Linked DNA regions of Mus musculus: all the other regions are linked to region 1. Evidence: chromatin contacts called from public HiChIP or PLAC-seq data. All regions are on one chromosome and are shown on one strand. Each heading gives the region's core, a stretch centred on a gene start, on an enhancer-like site or on the middle of the called end of the contact. The rest is flanking DNA. Distances are from core to core; before and after follow the strand shown. Region 1 holds the start of Polb (polymerase (DNA directed), beta). Region 2 has its middle 19 kb from the start of Gm39140. Region 3 holds the start of Mrps31 (mitochondrial ribosomal protein S31).

Region 1 (4,551 bases), core at 1,561-4,060:
TTTCCAAAATCACTACCACATGCATGATACCTCCAAATCTGGATGCTAGTTTAGGATGGGCCCTCACCTCCTTCAACCACAATAGTAGCAGTTTTTGCTTTTGTTTTTGGTTTGTTTTTTTTATGTCCCTGCCTCCCAAGTACTGGGATTAAAGTTGTTAAATCAGGCACTGGCCTGATTTTTGTTTCTTAATCACAGACATGCAGTCAAAACAGTAAGAGCCTGTTCAACACGATTTCCACTCAGAAGAACAAAATTAGGTACTTATATCTGATCTTGTACAGAGAAGAATTCAAGATGGATGAAGACCTTAATTTAAAACTTGAAACACTGGAACTTCTGGATGAAAATATAGGAAATACTCTCTATGACACTGGGGTGGGTAAAAACCTTCTGAACAGAGTTAATGCCCAGGAACTAGTCTCGGGCATCAACAGATGGGGCTACATGAAGTTAAAATGTTTTGACACGGGAAGAGAAACTATCAGCAAAAGCCAACAGCCTAAATAAGGGAGAAAATCCTTAAACCAGCTAGACTTCAGACAAGGGGCTAGTATGCAGGATTTACAAAGAAGTACAGAAATTGAATACCAAGGAGATCAAGCTGCCAATGAACACGTCTTTTGAACTGAAGAAACAGTTTAAAAAAAAAAAACAAAACCAATACATATCTCAAGAAATGTCCAATATCCCTAGTCATCAGGAACATGCACATTAAAACTACTTTGATATACCCACCTCACCCCAGTCACAACAGCAATCATCAAGGAATCTTATGACAAATGTTGGCGAGAATGTGGGAAAGAGGAACCCTTATTCACTGCTAGTGGAGGTGCAAACTAATGAACAACCATTGTGGAAATCAGTTCAGAGACTCGTCAAAAAAAAAATCCAAATAGTACTCACTTTTGAGTGATTCAGTATTCACTTCTGGGCATATACCCAAAGACTTCCACACCCTACCTGCAGATATTTGCACACCCATTTTTTTCTTTGCTGTTTCATTGACTATAGCAAGGAAATAAAACAAACCTACATATCCATCAACAAATAAATAGTGGACATCTGGTTATATATATACATATATATGTATGTGTGTGTGTGTGTATAATTCATCACCAAAGAAAAAGGAAATCACAGACTTTTCAAGATACAATATATAATATTATGTAAGGATACACACTCAAAAAGAAAAAAAAGCTGCATGTTCTATTTCATGTGTATTCTAGCCCACAGAGCATTGGTGTATACAAATATACAGGTGTATTCTAGCCCATAGAGAGTTAGTGTATACAAATAGACACTTAGGTATAGAGTAACATTTAGAAAGGAGAACAAGAAAGAGTGATACAAAGTAATCAGGACTTAATGCAGGAAAAGGACGGAAGGTGGAGGGAGAGCTAATGCTAATGGAGAGCGAATGCTATTCGCTTTTCTAGCTTTACCACAGTCCACACCGAAGTCCTCTGATCTCCAACCTAGTGAACTTGTTCCAAATGGTGCAGAACTTTTTAGTGGCAGCTTTGGGGGTGGACCTTGCTGCTTCTACAGGGATCACTCCAGTTGTCCCCCAAGCCCTCTTCCTCTTCATTATGTCTCCGTGCACAGGGACCTTCTGAGAGGTGTTTTCCAACTGTTCTGTCTAAATAGAGCTCATCTCGCCCCTCCTGAGGGCTGCCCCATTTCCTTGCCTTGTTTATCCGTGCAGTGTTGTGGTGGAGCTGAGGCCCCATTCCTGCTGAGCATGTCCTCTCACAGTGAATCACTCATTCTTGACTTGCTCTTAGGCCACTTTATTACCCCCTGCCAAGGACATGCGCACAGGACTTGACTTATCACTACTGTACATCCAGTAGCGAAAGCAGTGCCCTGTCCTTGCTAATAAAAATAACTCACTCACCTAAAACAACAACAATGCATTGCTGGACCTGGTGTTGCATACCTATCCCTAGCATCCAGGAGGCTGAGGCAGGAGGATTTCTATGAGTCTGAGGCCAGCCTGCTCTTCATAGTTCTAGGACAACCTGGGCTACATAGATACCCTATCTCAGAACAAAACAGAAACAAGAATAGAAATTTTAGAAGATAAGAGTGGAGTAGAAATGTAAAAGTGTATGTCCCCAAATAATAATACCTAAGTTGGATGACAAGCCCGTCATTGACTTCCCTTTTTCCTTCTATACTCTTTTCAGATTCACCCACACTAGTGTGTATCTTAATAACAATTTATGCCCAAACGAATTGCTGTGTTTGCAGTTAATATGGACCCCCATGAGGAACACTTATAAATGGCACAAGCGCTATATTTCAATTCAAGGACATTGTAAGGGGATCACATATAGAATATGAGTGTTCCATTGCTGTTTAGTTAAGTCAGACACTTCTTTCTTGGGGTCTTTTCCTAGCTTTAGCTTCTCCCACAAGAGGCATGGATACCGAAACAAACAAACGAACAAACAAAGCCAGAACACGTCTTTAGCCGACGGTTGGCATATTTCATTCCATGTTTTACATGGTGTCCAGAAGCACAGAGCAGCTCTTGGATTCTGACAGCAGAACCCGCGCCGGCACGCCTCACAAACAGTACAGGCCGTGTGTTCCATAGCTACTGTCCACAGCAGCCAACGTCCACCTCCGTCTGCATCTCGGGCTCTAAATCAGACTATTCTCAGACCAGGAGAGCAGATTTGATCTCTCAGGCTAACTCACCAGGAGGTAAACCTGACCTCCTAGCTCCCCTCCGCCCAGAGATTCCCCGCACCCGCACCCGCTAGCCCCGCCCCGTAGCCTGGCGCGTGACGTCACCGCGCTGCGCCCTGTCAGGCGCCGCCATTGTTCCACCGGTAAGACCCAGGTGTGGGTCCCCGGCGCCATGAGCAAACGCAAGGCGCCGCAGGAGACCCTCAACGGCGGCATCACGGACATGCTCGTGGGTGAGTCCCGGGCCGCCCTCCGGCTCCTCTGCTCAGCCGGGCCTCGCTTCTCCCACCCCCCCCCCCGCGGGTCGCAGCGCCCCGGCTGCGTCCGTCGCGGCCGCCGGTGGAGGAACCCGCCCACACCTCCATCCCGGGACCCGCGTTCGCGGGGGTGTGTGTACTTGTGTCCTCGAGCCCTTTGTTGTCTTTTCAGAACTCGCAAACTTTGAGAAGAACGTGAGCCAGGCGATCCACAAGTACAATGCGTACAGGTACGTTGTTAGCCGGCGTTCCAGGACATCCTAGTTTGCTGTCACTTAGCAGGGATGGAAAGCCGGTGCCCAGTGGTTCAAAGCTGAGTGGCACTTTATTTAACCTATACAGGGTTTTGGCAGGGCGTTATAGGGTTAATTCAGGAGACTGTACAGTTCCGACTGAAAATAGGTGTCTGATGCATATATTCCCACCATTAATCTTGAATTGACTGGAAATACAGTTTAAAAAACATAATAAACAACAGTAGACGAGATCTGAACTGTGAAATAGATGTAGTTCAGGAAATCGCCTTTCCTTCTGGATGGGCTGTCACCTTCCTGAAAACCAGTTGCCTGCCTATCACTACAAACCTCAGCGGGCACCTTCTCCTGGCCGCTCTTCCCACAGTCAGCTACTTAACCTATAAGCATCCCAAAGCCCCTCAGCTTCTAACAGTAAAAGTAAACTATCCTTGCTTTCCCCAAGCTAGCCCTTACAGCCTTACAGTTAGTGTTCTCCTATAGTCTGTTCCATGCCTGGATTTCCTCATTTGAAGTCGAATTATTATTATTATTATTATTATTATTATTATTATTATATGATTATTTGGGGGATTATAATTACATCATTTCCCCTTTTCCTCTCTCCAAACACTTCCATATATAACCCTCTATGATCTCTCAAATTCATAACCTCCTTTTTTCATTATATATATATATGTGCACATATATATACACACATATTTCGATACACATACATACACACACACATTTTCCTAAATACATAAATACAATCTGTTCCAACTGTGTAATGCTACTTGTATATTTTCAGGGATAACCAACTGATGTGTTAGGAAAGACTGTTTCCTGTAGTTCTTTGTGTAGGGTTGAGGTCCTGACCACTGTGGTGTGTCTGTCACATTCTTCCTTGTTCAGCTCATGTCTGGGCAGTCATGTTAGTAAGACCTTATGAGCATAGCTTCTGACATTACTGGGCAACACAGCCTTCCCGCCATTTCCCTGATGCTCTGACTCTCACAGTCTTCCCATTCCCTCTCCACAGTGTTCCCTGGGCCTTAGGCTTAGGAGTTATTTTATAGATGTATCCATTTAACTTGGCTCCATAACTCTGCATTTTGATTGGTTGTGCTTTTCTATAGTGGTCTCTGTTGCAAAGAGCAGTTTTCTTGATGAGAGGTGAAGGCTACATTTGCTGTGGGTATGTGAAGGCTACATTTGTCTGTGGGTATAAGGATGAACGTGTAGACTGTAGCTAGGGATTGTACTGCTTTGGGAAAGTGGTGGTTGTAGATTCTTCTCTCAGACCTATGACTTTGCTAGCCCTGGGTAGTTGTCTAGGTTGCTGGTAGCAGGTATGATTT
Region 2 (4,458 bases), core at 1,862-4,361, 220 kb after region 1:
CTTTCAGATCTGTAGCTCAGGGCTCACACCAGCTGTTGCCCTTTCTATAGATGTCTGCTCTATGAAAAAAAAAATCTCAGAAGCTCTACTTCCAAAACTAATTTAGCCTGCTTATATAGAAACTTCTAGATGTCAGCTAATGGCAACTTTCCACCGTTAATCAGTCTTCAGACTCAAGGTTCTTTTTCTATTACTTACTATCTCCATCAAAGATAAAGATGAACTCAAACATTTGAGAGCTTCGAAAGGTCAATAATTTGTAAAGTGTTATTTAGAACATGATTAAACATAACCAAAACACTGGTAGAACATGGCTTGAAGTAGATGATACACAGGAACTAAATTGTCCTTATCTTGCAAGCAGCCCTCAGTGACACTCATTGGACATTATTGGTAGACATCTGGTCCACAGAGTACACCATGGGCTGGAAGCTTCTCTACAGCAAGCAGTGTCGGGAGAGTGACCGCTTGTTATGTGCCAGCGGTGCACTTTACGTTGGTGATGTCATAGAATTTAATCTTCTCAATTACCCCATGTGGTAGTATACTCATTTAAAAAACAAAAAAGAACACATTAAAAACATGCTCACTTATCCTGGAAGATGATAACTAAGCAGATAATCAGAGCCAGGCTTCAAAACCATTCCTGTCTGGCTCCAAACGTTGATCTTTTGATATTTCACTTGCCTCTCTCGATCCCTCCCTCCTCCCTCCCCTCCTCCCTCCCCTCCTCCCTCCCCTCCTCCCTCCCCTCCTCCCTCCTTTGGCTTGAGAAGCCAGATAATTTTTCATCTAAAATGCTTTACAATCACACACACAAACACACACACTGCAAGTATAGAGTTGTTTTGTTTTATTCTTAATAATTTAAAACTGGGAATATTCCAAGTGCCAATCAGCCAGAGAATAAGTAACTGTGGTGTGTCCGTAGGATGGGATACAATGCAGCAATGGAAAGTAGTGAACGAAGAAAGTACTAACACATGCAGACCATTGGTGATCTTTAAATAATCGTGCTAAGTGAAATACTCTAGAGATGCAAGACTATGAACTGCATAGATCCACTTATGGGAAAGTGGAGAAAAGGTGACACCGATTTTTTGTGACAGACTTTGATCAGTGTGTAGCAGAGCACCAGTGTTTCTTATGATATCCCTAAGAGTATGTTTCGCTGGCAATGAAGATAGCTCTGCTGTGGACTGTGGTGGTGATTCTGAGGGAACTCCAAATGAAAGAGACAGGGCTGATTCTTGATGTCATTTACCCATTTGAAGAGCATGGCAAAAAAACCGTGGCATTGAAAGAATGAGGAACTTTTGACTTAATCTTTTACAAGAGTCTTGCAAGGTGGGCATTTCGTTTTTCTGGGGTCTTTTTTTTTTTTTTTTCATTTTTCGAGACAGGGTTTCTCTGTATAGCCCTGGCTTTCCTGGAACTCACTCTGTAGATCAGGTTGGCCTCGAACTCAGAAATCTGCCTGCCTCTGCATCTCAAGTGTTGGGATTAAAGGTGTGTGCCACCACTGCCCGGCCGTTTTTCTGGTCTTATTGACTTGAACTACCACATAAAGCCACAGTCAGATGTTAGCTCTTTGTGCCTACTTGTTTCAACATCCTGTGTGTGTGCATGTGTATGTGTGTGTGTGTGTGTGTGTGTCCGTCCATACCTTATGCACACACCCATACCTCTGATTTAGGGGTATAAATGGATTATGAAGCATAAATAAAGACCTAGGTATGACCAAATCATGCAGACAGCTCAGCGTTGGTGAGATGCCATCCGTGCCAGGGTGGGCTTTGGTGATGTCCCTGTCTTTGAGTCACTTCTGCTCCTGCAAGTAACCCCTCACCTATATCCCTGGAAATAACCCAAACACAACTCATAAGTTTACCAAGTTGGACGTTGACAGTATCTGTACGTTGGTCTGTCATGGGCTCCCAATCTACTCCCAGTGGGTGAGTAGATGGGTGTGTTGTATCTCTCTGGGGACAATCTTGTCACATAACAGGAGTAGCAGAGTCACACACACGTATTCCCATGATCTATTACAGACAGGTGTTTTTGTGGAGAGTCACGAACTTGTATTTCTTCTATCAGGTAGTTCTGTATATGCTGGTGCACACACATGCATTTCCTATCCCTGTCATAACTGGAAAGCTGTGTGTAGTAGTTTTTCTCATACACATCTTCCCTAGATCTGTTGTAATTAGGGTTATATGTATAGACACACACACACACACACACACACACACACACACACACACACACAAACACACTATATATATATATATATATGTATATATATATATATATATATATATATCCCTGTTATAGTTAGATGTGGTGATTTAAATGAAAAGGCCTTCATAAGCTCATATATTTGAGTATTTGGTTCCCAATTAGTGAACACCTTTGGGAACCATTAGGAGGTGTGGCCTTGTTGGAGGAGGTGTGTCCTTGGGGCTGGGGGCTTTGAGGTTCAAAAAAAAAAAAAAAAAAGCCCACACCAGGTCCAGTCTCCCTCTCTTTCACAAACTCCACCATACCTAGGCCTAGGACTCCATGGGGTGGTGTTGGGACATAGAATACATGTGAATAGGCATGCCCAGGTTACCACATAGCAGCTCTGGGAAATGGAAGGCATGCAAACAGGCATGACCAAGCTTGCCTCCTGGTGTCAGTGGGACAGGGACTGAGTCCAAAGAGGTTGAACCAGGTTGCCATGGGCACTGCTGGGACACCATACATGTGAGACTAGGAGAGATCATGCTACCACATGGTGGCTCTGGGTCACAGCAGAACTGTGAACTATGTGGCCGGGCCACCACTTGGAGGTCCTGGGACACGGCAAGCATGTGGACATGTTCAGACATGTACCATTGCTCAGACATGGTGAGCATGCAAACAGGCATGCCCAGGCTGTCGTGTGGTGGTGGTCGGACTTGGCAAGTGTGCCAACAGGTGTGCTCAGGCTAGGAGGCAGTAGCACTGGAACATAGCAGGCACGGCAGCAGGTGTGAACCAATGTTCCCAGACAAATAAAGGCATGCCCAGGCTCCTAAGTGTTGGTGCTGGGACAGGTTTGCAGGCAAACAGGCAATACTCCACCAAGTGGCAAATCTGGGACATGGCAGGCATTTAGTAAATGTCTCTGACAAGTCTGCCACATGGCAGCCCTGGGATGTGATAGGCCACCATGTGGCAGCCGCCCAGACCACTAGGTAGCAATGCGGGGGACATGGTATGTGTGTGAACAGGAGAGCTCAGGATGTCACGCAATGGCGTAGAGACACAGAATGTATATACCCTACAGCTGCCTAGAGATGTGGCAGGTGAGAATAGGCATGCCTGGCCACCACTTGGCAGCACTGGCATATGGTAGGTGTGCAAATGCATGTGTCCAAGCCACTCCACAATGGTGCTGGGATATGGTGCAGATGTGTCCTGGCTGCTGGCTGGCAAGGCTAAGACATAGTAGGTGTGCTAGCAGGTATGATCTGGCTAGTGATTTGAGGCTCTGGGACACAATATATGTGCAGACAGGTGAGCATGGGCTCATGTGTTGGCACTGGAACATAGCAGGCATGTGAACGGGCATGTCCAGGCAGTGCTGGAACATGACATACATATGAACTGGCATGCCCAGGCAGTGCTGGAACATGACATACATATGAACTGGCATGCTCAGGCAGTGCTGGAACATAACATACATATGAACTGGCATGCCCAGGCAGTGCTGGAACATAACATACATATGAACTGGCATGCCCAGGCAGTGCTGAAACATGACATACATATGAACTGGCATGCCCAGGCAGTGCTGGAACATGATATACATATGAACTACCATGTCCAAGCAGCCATGTGAAAAGGTGTGCCAAGTCTGCCACATGGAGGTCCTGGAACATGGTAAGCAGGCAAAGAAGTGTGCACAAACCATAACTTGGCAGCCCCGGGACATAGTAGGTGTGTGAATCGGTAGGTATTCTCAGGCAGTCACATGCTGGTACTAGGACACAGAAATCATGCAAACTGGTGTGCCCTGGCAGCTATGTGTCATGGCTGGGACACGGCATGCATACAAGCAGGCACACCCAAGCCACTGCTTGGCAGTGCTTGAACACAGTTGCATGCACACAGGTGAAACCAGCCTGCATTGTGGTGGTGTTGGGATATGGTACATATGTGAACAGGCATGTCCAGGCTGCCATGTAGTGGCCCTGGGACACAGCAAGCATCTGATACCCCTGGGCATTTAACTGTCATGCCCAGGAGATGACATAATGGTGGTGTGACCTGGCAAGTGTGTAAGCAGGCTTGCTGAAGCCACCACATGGTGGCACTAGGGCATGGTAAGCAAATGAATAGATGTGCCCAGGCCACCATGAGGTGGTGCTTGGATAAGGCACGTCTGTTATCATAACCCCACCACCAACGCCCCTCAGTTAACCAAGCTCA
Region 3 (4,878 bases), core at 705-3,204, 240 kb after region 1:
TGGGGGAATTTGCATTTTAACTAAAACCCAAGATAACTCAGTTGCAATTTGTTCTCTGGATTACATATTATTAATAGTGTATTATTATTAGTATAGTAAATTAATAATGTGTTATTAATATGTATCAAATTGTCAAAGTTAGCAATTGGCATCCCCAGGCTTGGAACACTTTAATGCAAAAAAAATTTTCCCAAACTCTGAAACTATATAATTTGCTTATGAAAATGCCAGAGTTAGCCGGGCGTGGTGGCACACGCTTTTAATCCCAGCACTTGGGAAGCAGAGGCAGGCGGATTTCTGAGTTCGAGGCCAGCCTGGTCTACAGAGCGCGTTCCAGGACAGCCAGGACTACACAGAGAAACCCTGTCTCGAAAAACCAAAAAAAAAAAAAAAAAAAAAAAAAAAAAAAGAAAAGAAAATGCCGGAGTGAAAAATAAGTTACAAAGGGAAGTACTGTCATGACCAATACACAGAACTCTTGAGATATCAATATGATACAATTCAAACAGTTATTATTTCTGAAAGTTAATGTTGAAGGTACCTTGACATAGGAAAATCAGAAGAACAAGTCACACATATTAATTTTATTTAGCACAACGTTTCCTTTCAAGAGTGCTCTGACACTACACACACACACACACAAAACCTGTATTACAGGAAAACCATGAATGTTCCCTAGCATAAAGTAATAAAACTATTATCCTAAATGCTCATATGAGCTTTTTTTTTCTTTGAGAATACCTCATGAGCTTCCACTAATTTTGAAGCCCTGAATTCAAATCCCCAACATCACCAAAAGCACCACATGGCTTCCCTCAGAGACTGACTTCACATTTTTCACCCTGCAGTGTAGGATCCTACAATAAAAATTCATCTTGCAAGTTTAAAATGCTAAGACATTTTAGAATCTTTCTGAAACATCTTTCTCCTTCTGTCAGTTCTCTAGAGCAATCAGCAGAAATAGTCACTCCTTTTGACCACTCCGTTACTTCATTATAGGTCACATCCTGTTCACTTTATTTTGTGCAGACTCCTTCACGGAGTTGATCCTTTCCATCTCCACTGCTATCTTGCTTCAGCACTGAGATAGGCGTTGAGGACAGGCGTGCCCAGAAAGAATACCATGAACCTCTTACAACTTCGAGATGTCTCTATTTGCTCTCCTCTAGTTATCTGTTGAGAGAATGAACTCTGTGCTTACCCATGCTATCTTCACTCTACTTGAATCACCTCCTCAATGGAAGTATACTACTGTCCAGAATGGTAGGACTGTTTTATTCGGAGCTCAACATCGGTAGCTGACATAAACGCACTTTAAATAATGCAGTAGGGAATAAAGGAGGGAAGCATTAACGAGGCTATAAAAATTCTTGGGAAGCATAGAAGATGAAAGAAAACGACCTCTCTTTTCGAGTCCGTACAAAGAGAAGTAACAGCAAGCAGGATGAGGGATAGATTTGCAGCAGAAAGACCGCGGGACAAGAAACAAGACTTGTTGTTATGGCTGTTTGCCACACTCATCACGGCATCGGACAAGCTGCCTTGTCCTTCTACGATTTCTTTCTACCCACACTTCGAACAACCGCTTCCAAGAGCCTACGCTTACAGTATCCAACCCCGGGGGCTGGAAAAAAATGTCGCTGCAAGGCAAGTAGAGGGCAAGCGAGCCCTGGAAGCCCGGCGCGGCCAATAGCTCTGGGCCACCTTACCTCACAGCTCCGGACTGAGCCGCGGGTAGCACAGCCACCGAGACGTCCCGGTTTCCACAGGACAAAGGGAGGCCCGAGAAAGGGCGAGGGCGTAGAAATGCCGGGATTCTGTGGAGCATCGTGTAAATACAAACTCAAACCAGAGCACAGCCGGAAGCACAAGCGCCAAGAAGTGCACAGCTGAACTGGTTCGTCCCTCTGCCAAAAATGTCCTCCGAGATGTTTTCCAGCCTGCACTGTTCCGCTCCTTTTGGATTCCGGTAGGAAACGGAGACCAATCATTATGTTCCTGGGTCTTTGGCTGGCTCGATCCTGCTGCTTCCTTTTTGGATGGAGTGGATATCGAGGTTCCATAAAGATGCAGACCGGAGAAAGTGAACAGGATGAACAACTGAGCTGACTGGAGCCGTAGAGAACTAACAGAACTCCCTGTCCTGCCCTTCCGTGAGTGACGGGGCGAGTCCGCAGCGGTTGTCTCTGTGACAGTTGCTCCTGGTCAAGGTCTGGGGCTAGGTGTTCCTCACCTCTTTTCCGATGAATTAAAAGGAAACAATCCCACGGATTTGCAAAATAAGCAAGATAATTTGAGTCAAGCGATAGTGCAAATTAAAGATGGACTTGCTGTCAATATTGATGGATGCACATGAGGGAAATTGCTAAGGGATCGTGGTTGTTGCTGGAGCCTTCTTTTATGGGGACTGTGGATGAGAACTCCTGGAAAGAAGTTGTGACTGCAGAGACTGATCGGCTGATTAGAACCGTAGTACTTTAGAGAGATTGGAATGTTGCAGGTCTAGAAATTAATTTAATTATCTTATTTTGGGCTGGTTCTAGCACCTCCCCAACCCGGACAACCAGTCCTTGCCACCTCTGTTGGAACTAACCCTTTGAATCTTAGGCCTATAGACCTATTAGAAAAGCTTCCCCAACTTGCTGTATCTACTCCTCTGATATACCCACCGATGTACTTTAACCTTGATTTATAATTTACCTTGTTCTGTAAAACTATAAAAATTTAATGAAACTACTTCCATGTTTGAATGTGGGAACTTGGGTTAATCAAGATCTGTGTATCTGAGCCACAGTCTCTCAAAATGGCTCCAGAATAAAATATCTCTCATTCCATTTAGGATAAGAGTACCAGGGTTTCTGTTTGTTTGTTTTTAACATGGACAATTATAGCGCCACGATATGGGGATCCAAGACAGATCCGGTTCACCTGATGAATCTCTGAATGGAAACTGAGTACCTGCATGGACCCATTGAATTCAGACCAGCTAGTGTTATTTTCTCAGGGATTTTTTTTTTTTTTTGCAACGGTACAGACAATTTTATTACAACTCTTTTCAAGCTTCAAAATGCATTTATCACTGAGGTTAGATCTAATATATAATATACTATATTAATTACAAGGCAGAAGGCATTTATAATCAAATATATTGCATTTCTCTGTACTGGCCAAATATATCTTTGTAAGAACAGGAGCAACAACACACAGTAGTTTATAACTCCAAGTATATTCCTCCAATATCAGAAACATTAAATTAAAACTTATTTTATGCCATTTTCCTCCAACATAAAGATGCATCAAAGCTATCTTCTACATGTCTTAGTGTTGACACTGATAGAACCTAGTGGGGAAACCCCCACTCAATTCCAGATTCAGCGGGCACCCAAAGAATCATGAATAGACCACCCTGATGTAGTTACATGAGGTAGTTTAATGACGGAGCTCCGGACCAACATGCAGCCTACACAGGAGATAATGGATGTCGGCCATGAGGTTCAGAAGCTAGGGGTTTTTATGGGGTAAGGGGCTTAGGGGTGTGGAATTCAGCATAGCAACACACTATTGGCTTATTCAAACATCAGCAGAAAAATTACATGTACGTGCAGGGTGTCAGAGTTCTGTGAGTTGTTGACTCAGTTCAGATAGCCCTGTTATGTCCTCACATTCCTCTTTATCTTTAAGGTTAAGCTGTTCCCAGGAATATTTTAACTACGGGGCATACCCGGGTTAGTTTTTTCTTTTTTCTCAGCCCCAGGCAGCCTCTAGGCTCACAAACAACCAGCAATTTCTGAGTACTTTATATGACTTACAGGTCTTGAAATTTCATCTTTCTTTCAACACCTAAAAAGTTATGTATTCCGTGAAAACACCCACTACCATATATATGTGTGTGTGTGTGTGTGTGTGTGTGTGTGTGTGTATTTCCTTTAGTAGATAAAAGGATCTTTAAAATTAACTAAAGTAAAAGAATACTGTTTCCCCCACTGCAAGCAAGGGTAAAATATCTCGTTTTGTTTTGTTTTGTTTTGTTGTTGTAGCCACCTAAACAGTGCCAGCTTTTGAAGACACCTACGTCTACAGTGAGCTCTACTAGTCTCTGCTGAATCTGCCTCCTCATGTTTGTTCTATGGGAGAATTTACAATCAACTTTGAACATTCCTTAATGATGAACCTGAAAGTAAACTTAGGAACTGTGATAACATAAGGGGCTCACTTCCCTAATTAGACAGGGACATTATTTGTTCATCCACCTCTGCTTCAACCAATCAACCTTACAAAAAGACTTCTGGGCTGGCGAGATGGCTCAGTGGGTAAGAGCACTGACTGCTCTTCCAAAGGTCCTGAGTTCAAATCCCAGCAACCACATGGTGGCTCACAACCACCCTGACCTTTTCTGGTGCATCTGAAGCCAGCTACAGTGTACTTACATATAATAATAAATAAGTAAAACAAAAAACAAAAAAAACCAAAAAACCTTCCTGTACCACGACCATGACTGAAGCAGTGAGAATAGATGTAAATACATCGAAGGGGCCAGGTCATTTCCTTTCCATCCTTTGGCTTTGCATTTGTGAGCTACCAATTAGGACACAACATTTTCAGCCTTCTCGTGTTCACAACCGGAAATTGTTAGGAAAGCACACCAATTGTTCTAGTTTTCACGAGTCAAATGTAAAACAGATTTTGTTATGGATGGGAGAAAGAAAACGTGAATGAGAGGTATGTGCTAGCTGCTTAGGTGGGGGAGCAGGGCTCAGAGTCACTGTACGTTAAGAGCACGTGCTGAAACTTCACGGAATTTTGTGTATTTGGGACTAAAGACATGAACGGGTATCCTTTCCTTTGCCTTCTTCGTATTGTCATTTTCAGATTCTGTCA

What was found. HiChIP or PLAC-seq counts read pairs in DNA pulled down with a chosen protein or histone mark.
Region 2: a contact with region 1 is called in an H3K4me3 HiChIP or PLAC-seq map of embryonic stem cells, with 5 times the contacts expected there. The contact joins the enhancer-like site here to the promoter of Polb in region 1. A contact is called at or near these places in 3 of 39 promoter capture datasets (the C10 cell line, cranial neural crest and maxillary cranial neural crest), 3 of 484 Hi-C or Micro-C datasets (the HL-1 cell line and embryonic stem cells), 6 of 115 datasets of contacts at active chromatin or transcription factors (bone marrow-derived macrophages, embryonic stem cells, neural tube and 2 more) and 3 of 9 other capture datasets (adipose tissue, embryonic stem cells and liver).
Region 3: a FOXA1 HiChIP or PLAC-seq map of pancreatic cancer cells shows a contact between it and region 1. The contact joins the promoter of Mrps31 here to the promoter of Polb in region 1. A contact is called at or near these places in 9 of 39 promoter capture datasets (the C10 cell line, the HPC-7 cell line, cranial neural crest and 4 more), 5 of 115 datasets of contacts at active chromatin or transcription factors (the SCID.adh cell line, embryonic stem cells, memory CD8 T cells and 2 more) and 3 of 9 other capture datasets (adipose tissue, liver and pancreatic islet).

Annotation. Positions count from the first base shown.
Region 1 is chr8:22,651,696-22,656,246 of GRCm38.p6, reverse strand. It overlaps Polb (polymerase (DNA directed), beta), which reads left to right and starts at 2,810. Exons shown (of 14, transcript NM_011130.2): 1 at 2,810-2,933; 2 at 3,130-3,187. The coding sequence starts at 2,873.
Region 2 is chr8:22,433,269-22,437,726 of GRCm38.p6, reverse strand. No RefSeq gene overlaps it. Among named protein-coding and RNA genes, the nearest start is that of Gm39140, 19 kb to the left of the region's middle. Within about 2 kb of position 3,111, at least 148 of the 459 cell types and tissues checked have an H3K27ac peak or open chromatin away from gene starts, as enhancers often do. A contact at or near this core is called in the HL-1 cell line, embryonic stem cells, pro-B cells and 1 more, where this site is marked.
Region 3 is chr8:22,408,416-22,413,293 of GRCm38.p6, reverse strand. It overlaps Mrps31 (mitochondrial ribosomal protein S31), which reads right to left and starts at 1,954. Exons shown (of 7, transcript NM_020560.2): 1 at 1,710-1,954. The coding sequence starts at 1,828. It also overlaps the pseudogene Gm6009.